Regions from separate parts of the Zea mays genome. Here all the other regions are linked to region 1. The links are chromatin contacts, called in public Hi-C maps. All regions are on one chromosome and are shown on one strand. Each heading gives the region's core, a stretch centred on a gene start, on an enhancer-like site or on the middle of the called end of the contact. The rest is flanking DNA. Distances are from core to core; before and after follow the strand shown.

Region 1 (2,592 bases), core at 49-2,548:
GCGGAGGCTGGAGTTGGGGCCTTGGCAGATGGACGAAGGGATGGTGCCGGAGAAGGTGTTGGAGCTGAGGTCCAGCACGTCGAGCTCCGGCAGCGCTGCCAAGGAGTCCGGAATACTGCCGTTGAAGTGGTTGAAGGAGAGGGCGACCACCTTGAGCTGCTGTAGCTCGGTGAAAGCGTCGGCGGGGAGGTCGCTGGAGAAGTTGTTGTTTGAGAGGTTGAGTCCGGCGAGCGAGGTGAGGGCGGCGACGTCCGGCGGGAACGGGCCGACCAGGTGGTTGCCTGAGAGGTTGAGCGTTCTCAGACCACGGCAGTCAGCGAGAGTCCTGCCGGCCACCTCGCCGGCGATGAGGTTGCCGGAGAGGTCGAGGTACTCCAGCCCAGAGCAGTTGGTGAACTCCGGCAGGCTAGAGATCTTGTTCCCGGAGAGGTCCAGTTGGCGGACTGCTCCGACGCCGGCGCCCACCATCCACCGGAGGTCGCCATCGCCGGAGATCTTGTTGCCGGACAAGTCGAGAGCGTCTAGCCGGGCAAATCCGGAGGCGACAACGCCGGCAGACCTCGGCCCACCAATCGAACCGCCGGAGAGGTTCAGCGCGCTAAGCCCGGCGCAGGCAGCGACAAGCGCCTCGACGTCGGAGACGGAGCCCCGCAGGCCGGCATTCGCTGACAGGTCGAGCGACTGCAGCTTGGCCCCGCACCTCGGCACCGCGGCCAGCGTGCCGCTGACGTTGGCGCCGCGCAGGCTGAGCGTCTCGAGGCTGGCCAGCTGCAGCAGGGTGGCCGCGACGGCCCGGAAGTCGGCATTGAGCGGGACGGCGGCGAGCGACAGCGACGTGAGCCGCCCGCCCCTGCAGCCGGCGCCTGGGAACCTGCAGGCGCCATCGCTGGCGCTCCACCCGCGGAGGTCCGTGGCCTGGCTCGGCACGGCCTCCTTGAACTGCTCCAGCAGCTGGGCATCGTCGGCGGCCGCCGCCGCCACGACGACGACGAAGAGTGCCACTACAGCGAACAGCCCCGGAGATTCCATGAACTAGCGCGCTACCTTAAAACCATTAAAGAAGCGGGTCGGCCGACGGGGGAGGAGCCGACGAGATGGTAGGAGAGGGAGAGGTGATGAGCGGAGGTGGGAGTGTGGAGGAATGGGCTGCTATACCTAGAGAGAGGAGCAGGAAGAAAGAAGCAACAGTGTAAAGACAGAGAGAGAGGGGGAGCGCAGGAGACGGGAAGCAAATTAACAGCTGTAGGTGAGGGAAGGGCGGGAGAGAGTGGTGGTGGGGTCACGTCACATGGCATGTGCCCCCTGCCCTCGACTGCTCGCCCTCATCGCGAATCGCTGCCTAATTAGCCCGAGGGCCGAGCGAGATTAGTCTTCTAAACCACGGCGCTTATCCGCTGCCCGCGGCGAGGTTAATCCCGATCGGATCCGACGGCGGAGGGCCGCGCCGGTTGGGACAGGCAGTGCTCTGCTCGAGACGGAGTCACGTGCCCGCCAGGCGCCAGCCGCGGCCTCCGGGGCTCGTCAATCCGCGCGCCACTCCACCACCCGCGGGCGGGCATGGGCAGTTCGGGGTCGCGGTCCGAGCGTGCGGGATCCCTGGCGGGCGTGGAGGGAGGCGGACGCGTGGGCCGCGTTGCTTCGCCGAGTGTTTTTTTGTCTTCACGCCCGTAGCGCGAGTGGGCTGGTAGATCCGATCCGGGGCGGAGGAGCGCGTGCGGTCGACGCTGCGCCGTGCCACCTTTCCGGTGTGAGCCGAGCGTGTGTTATGATGGCGAGGCCGTGAGAGTGGATAAGGTCCCGTTATAAGCCGGCAGCCGAGCGTGTGTTTGTTCGATCGGCGACACTGCCCGCACCCAGGAATGCCAAGGCTAATGCGCATGATAATTTGAACTCTACTCCGTTTTGAATCATTTTGAATTTGAATCATTTTGCATTATAGGTCACTCTTTCGTCGACCCGTGCAGAATTCTAGTCCCGTTTAGAAGAGTTCGGTTATTTAAGTCTATCTCCAGCAGACTCTCTATCTCACTTATGATTCCAGTTTCTATTTTAAACTTTACTCTGTAAATAGTGTAATCTACAGTGCAAAACAGTAATTTACTCGACCTGCTGGAGATGACCGGGCTTCTTTGAATGACTCCTGGCCGGAGCTATCTGGTCCAGGCTTCTATTTCAGATGTCTGATTTCAGTCGCTTGAGCTAAGATGGTTGCCTAGTCAGCATGCTGTCTGGCAGGGACAACCAAACAAACCTTCGCGCTTAGGCTAACTCGAGCAACCTTCCTATGTTACTTACTATTTTAAACTCAACGCTGTAAACAGTGCAATATACAGTACACAATAGTATTTTGCATGCTTCTATCTATGCTCTGTTGGAGATGGGCCTACGCTCGACTCATTGATTATATGATAGATCGATAGAGTGATTTTATTATAATACTAGGAGGGAGAGGGTAAGGAGCTAAGACTATCTTCAACAACTTACTGATCTCGTCTTTTATTTGATCTATAGTGCAGTGTTTTACACGGCCACATGTACGGTCTGTTAGCCATGGCCTCACAAATAGAATATAGTGCAGTGGACGAAGTGAAA
Region 2 (2,592 bases), core at 65-2,564, 350 kb before region 1:
CATTAGTATATGAAACTCTTTAACATCTCTAGTTCTCACTGACATAAGCATATCACAGACGCTGGTTGCACACCACGCACACCCACTTGTTGCTGCTCTTCTGCTGCTGCTTCACTGAGACCAAAGCGAAACCGAGAAACGGAACCGGATCAGTTAGAATGTCTGCTTTTCTGCAGGCCTTATTTATGTCTACAGCAACAGATCACACTGGTAACAACTTGTAACTGGTGAGCAGATGTCCTCAACTCTTCATCACCTGTGTAGACTAGAGCTGCAATACTCTTGCAAGACCAAAACTGATTTCTTGGCATGCATGTTGTGGCAGTCTTAAATCCCTCACAACAGAACTCCGGAGTTCTGATTTTTCTTGCCTTAAATTACCTCGGTGTTTAGTAATCTTTGATAGCGTGCTTGTATTAAAAAATACATCTGACGTTGTGATGTTCTGATCGTCATCTTTGATGAGACCGAGAGTTGGCTGTTAGTTGTACATGTAGAATGGAGAGGAGGCGATAAAGGTGTCGTGTAGATGATTCAGTAGTTCGTACGCACCAGTACATATTTAGCATCTTCGGTGTTCCCATCAGCACCTGTTGCAGCATCTTGTAATGTTCAGACAGTTCAATCAGAGAAGGAGACACGTTGGTCAAGCAGAAGAGGTGTATCTGGGCAGAAAAGTTAAGAGTGAGCAACTGACGACTCACCTCACGTTAATTTACTTTATTGGGTTATTGCACGATATACAGGTTTCAGAATTTGGTGGATCTCCTTACGCTAACACAAGTTTCTACAGCCTACAGGTTTTAGACTCGGGAACATATCCTGTGCTCATGTAGCTCTTGTGCTCATATGAGCACTTTAAATCTAGTGCTTTTATTTATCATCCAAGTGTGAATAGACATTTCTTAGTTTCTTCTGTGTGTCACTCTTGTTGTGCCGCGTCGCTTGTCTCTTCTGTGTATCACTGCTGCCCTCACCCCCTGGATGAGAAATAAAGACATCAGATTTAAAGTGCTCAACAAGAGCTCCATGAGTACATGATACGTTTCCTTTAGACTCGGTGTAGTTCTTGTTTTTACCTGACTGCTGCATCAGCCTGTCCCTGCTTTCTTCATACTACTATGTGGAAAATCATCTCATGTTGTGTATGGTTTCTGCTGCCGCACAAGATTCCCCATGCATGTGATGTTGCAGTCTGAGTCAACCTTTGCTTTGATTCAGTGGATAATGCAAAAGTTCCTCTTTTTGAATTGGCTATGACTTTGGCCACTTTTGTGGCTATGAATTCCATCCAAGATCGAACCGCACTTGGCAGCTGATAGGCAGGCGATACCGAGATAGCCGAAGCTAAGAATTGAGAAAGAATGGCGGGGCTCTACGAGAAGCCGTCGGAGACGTACGCCAAGAAGCGTCCGCAGTACCCCAAGGAGTGGTTCTCCATGCTGGCCGGCCTCACCGCGGGGCACCAGCGCGCCTGGGACGCCGGGTGCGGCACCGGCCAGGCCGCCATCGGAGTAAGTTTGAAATGTGCAGTAGCTGGCTGCTACACCGTTTGATCTGATGAATTCTGAAACGAACATCTCAGATGGCGGAGCACTACGAGAGCGTGGTGGCGACGGACGTGAGCGAGGGCCAGATCCAGCACGCCATCGCGCACCCGAAGGTGCGGTACCTCCAGACCCCGGAGCACCTGTCGGAGGACGAGGTGGTGTCCCTGGTCGGCGGCGAGGGCTCCCTGGACCTGGTCGTGGTGGCCACCTCCATCCACTGGTTCGACGTCCCGCTCTTCTACGCCGTGGTGAAGCGCGCCCTGAGGAAGCCCGGCGGCGTGCTCGCCGTGTGGGGCTACAACTACGAGATCCACCCGTTCGAGGACGCGCTGCACGGCCAGCTCTACCCGGCCCTGCGGCCGTACCAGGACCCGCGGGCGGTGCTGGCCATGGAGCGGTACCGGTGCCTGCCGTTCCCGTTCGAGCCCGTCGGGGTGGGCGCCGAGGGCGCGCCCGCCGATGTGGACATGGAGGTGGAGATGACGCTGGAGGACCTGGTCGGGTTCCTGAACACCGGCTCCGTGGTGACCACGGCGAGGGCGAAGGGCGCGGACCTGGAGGCGGTCTGCAGGGACGCGCTGAAGCGGGTGGAGGACGAGTGGGCCGGCGCGCCCACCGTACCCAGGAAGCTCGTGTTCAAGGCGTTCATGCTCGCCGGGAGGCCCCCAAGTGCTGAAAAGCGATCATACCGAACCGAAGCACCGAGCTGCTGATTGGTGGTTGTTGATCAGTACTGCCTTTCATTTGCTCGTGGTGGCCGGGAATAAAGTGTTGCTTGCTTGTCAGTCTCAGTGTGAGACTGAGACTGAGACGAGACATCATATAGATAGACAGCCACTGGAGTATGTTCGGGCAGTCTAATGTGTTTTTCCATTGTGCTAAATAAGTCCGAGCAGACGCTACGGGCTAATTACATGTGAAATTATGAATTATGCATGTTTGTTCTGTTTGGAATGAATCCAGTGAGCCATTGTCTGAACTGCTATGGGAGAGCTCGACAGAAGAACTTGTTTTTTCTTCTGCCGTTTGGTAAGCCTTTTTC
Region 3 (2,592 bases), core at 68-2,567, 280 kb after region 1:
CTAAGAAAATTAGATCTCTTAAAAACATAGCAAAATTATGTTGTAGGAGATGTGTTGGATCTTCTATATCCCCTGTCTTGCAACATTTTTAAAATAAGGAAATTAATAGAGGATCTAGGGCATGTTTGGTTTCCTACCTAAGGTGCCACAATCTACCTATCCTTAGTCGCTTGAATTGAAGAACTAAGGTCCTGTTTGGAAGCTTGAATTGAAGAACTAAATCCGTGGTATTTTAGAGTTTTAGAAACTCCATTCATGACCTCCGTTATCTTCTATTCGCTCTACAAATACTTTGGTTTTCTAATGGAACCAAACATATCTCAGTTTTAAGCAATACCATAGTTTTCTATGGTAAGGTAATATTGTAGTATTTATGTCATGTGCAATTGCAAACTATGATATTTCAAAACTATAGTATTTTAAAACAACATTAACATCGTATTTCCTTAGTCTCGAGACAATACCCTGGTATTTGAGCATACCGCAGTATTTTAAACTTGAAGGCGTTTGTGAACATATCTAAAAACTCTGGATTTTAAACCATGGTTTTACCATACCATGGTATTTTTGGGTCAAAGGATCAAAGTTTTTTGTTTGCACACAATTGTGGTCTTGTCTTCTACATTACAACCGAAATACTGTCTCCAGTGCTAGATTGGACTGATGTAAAATATACAACATAGGTATGCCATGGCATATAATGAATTGTGATATTATAAACTGTGGTTTTGAGAAACAGAGTTCCCAACACAGGTCCAGGTCCTAAGCTTAGACAGAAAAGTTAGATAGGTTATGACGTCTTAGGCAGCAAACCAAACGACCCTTAGTGATAGGAGACTTATCTATCTTAACTCTTTTGACACGGGCGGATTGGATCGTTTATCCTATGAAATTGATTTAGTTAAATATAAAGTCATCACAACTAATAAAAAGTTAGACAGGTGCTGGATTTTATGCTACGTCGAGACTAAGCTCAATAGTCTTGAGCAAAAATGTGTTGGTAAATTTAGCGAAGCCAAACCATACACTTGTCTTCTAAAAAAGCCCACACATCTTTCTATCAGAAGTTCATCCGTTCGATTTGCAGTTAACGGCTCAGATGAAAAAAATTCCCAAACCCACGAGCATCTCAGTCCCCCAAACCGTAAATCCTGTAAATTTCATTCCACATATACCCCTTCGATCCACGGGGCTATGGCAATTGCCTCTCAAGCTCAAGGGCTCAAGGCCATTAGCGTAATTGCAAAATTGTAATTAATTCTCAATCTCAAGGTTAGTAACGTAATTCTAGAGCTTCTGAGCAGAAAAGGTACGGAGTCGGAAGGATATGATCGCTTAGGAGTGCGGCTAGGGTTTTTTCCTGTCACACCTTCCCTCGGTCCCTTCCATCTCCTAGCCGCCGCCGCCGCCGCCCAAAACCCTACCTACCCTCTTCTCCCCCTCACTCTCCTTTCATCTCCATTCTAATGGCGGCCCAACCCGTCCGGCGAAGCTGCTAGTGCTTGTATCTACTATCTTCATCAGGTACTTCGCGATCCTACTGAAGTATTCCCCGCCGCCGCTGCCATGGCCACCCTCAACCCTTTCGAACTCCTCGGCGCCGACGACAACGACGACCCGTCGCTGTTGATTGCGGCGGCGGCGGCTGCTGCTCAGAAAGCCGAGGCGAAGAAGTCCGCCGTGGCGCCTGCTGGGAAGGCTGCCCAGCCTGCGGCGACCACCAAGTTCCCGACCAAGCCCGCTCCTCCCTCGCAGACGGGTGAGTTGTGATTGTTTACTGTGCTAGATCTGGCTCTCCGGGCACTTCCCCTCGCAGCTTTCGAAATGCTGCTTGGAGCATATTTCTGATTTTTTTTATCCACCCGCATCACGCTAGTTGTAAACTTTGATGACGTGTCTTATAAAATTACGAGTTTTCCGCTGCTGCAAAGTGGATTTTACCTTTCTTCAGGCCTGAGTTCATATCAAATGGTTTTTATTGCCTCCATTTCCTGAAAGCACGAATATTCATTTGGACCCATTGTATTATACATTTTTTTTCAGTTCGGGATGCACGCGGCGGTGGCTCATCAGCTCGTGGAGGCTTTGGCCGTGGTGAACGTGGCCGTGGCAGAGGTGGACGGGGATATGGTCAGAACCGTGGCTTCAGTGGTGACAATGGCAATGAGTTCCAGGGAGGTTATGGTGGCGGAGGCTATGGGGATGGTGCTGTAACTGGTGGATCTGAAGGAGAAAGGGAGAGAGACACTCGTCCCCCGTACCGTGGCGGAGGCAGACGTGGTGGTTACAGGAATGTTGAGTTTGGTGATGACTCTGAGAGGCCACCACGGAGAAACTATGAGCGCCACAGCGGGACTGGCCATGGCTATGAGATGAAGCGTGATGGCGCAGGGCGTGGGAACTGGGGCACTGCCACTGATGAGCTTATTGCCCAGTAAGGAGACTAGTATATTTATTGTTTTTAGCATAGTATTTCTGTGACTATGCCTCTGGAAGGTTTAATTGTACTAATGAAACCCTCTGTGACTAGGGATGCAGAGGACTCTCCGAAGATGGAGGAGGCTGCTCCTGTTGCTGAGAAACAAGGTGAGC

Evidence for each region. A called contact is a pair of places that touch in the nucleus more often than the background predicts.
Region 2: a contact with region 1 is called in a Hi-C map of bundle sheath, with 1.6 times the contacts expected there. The contact joins the promoter of LOC100191711 here to the promoter of LOC103642983 in region 1. A contact is called at or near these places in 2 of 25 Hi-C or Micro-C datasets (bundle sheath and tassel).
Region 3: a Hi-C map of bundle sheath shows a contact between it and region 1, with 2.3 times the contacts expected there. The contact joins the promoter of LOC103651256 here to the promoter of LOC103642983 in region 1. A contact is called at or near these places in 4 of 25 Hi-C or Micro-C datasets (bundle sheath, ear, leaf and 1 more).

Annotation. Positions count from the first base shown.
Region 1 is chr3:207,813,532-207,816,123 of Zm-B73-REFERENCE-NAM-5.0, reverse strand. LOC103642983 (brassinosteroid LRR receptor kinase BRI1) reads right to left here and starts at 1,298. Exons shown (of 1, transcript XM_020550489.2): 1 at 1-1,298. The coding sequence starts at 1,029.
Region 2 is chr3:208,163,898-208,166,489 of Zm-B73-REFERENCE-NAM-5.0, reverse strand. LOC100191711 reads left to right here and starts at 1,314. Exons shown (of 2, transcript NM_001137140.1): 1 at 1,314-1,514; 2 at 1,586-2,495. The coding sequence starts at 1,365. The coding sequence ends at 2,263. LOC103651264 (a long non-coding RNA gene) reads right to left here and starts at 1,470. Exons shown (of 2, transcript XR_002268193.2): 1 at 1,080-1,470; 2 at 667-980.
Region 3 is chr3:207,531,426-207,534,017 of Zm-B73-REFERENCE-NAM-5.0, reverse strand. LOC103651256 (RGG repeats nuclear RNA binding protein C) reads left to right here and starts at 1,317. Exons shown (of 6, transcript XM_008676877.3): 1 at 1,317-1,759; 2 at 2,044-2,434; 3 at 2,531-2,592. The coding sequence starts at 1,567.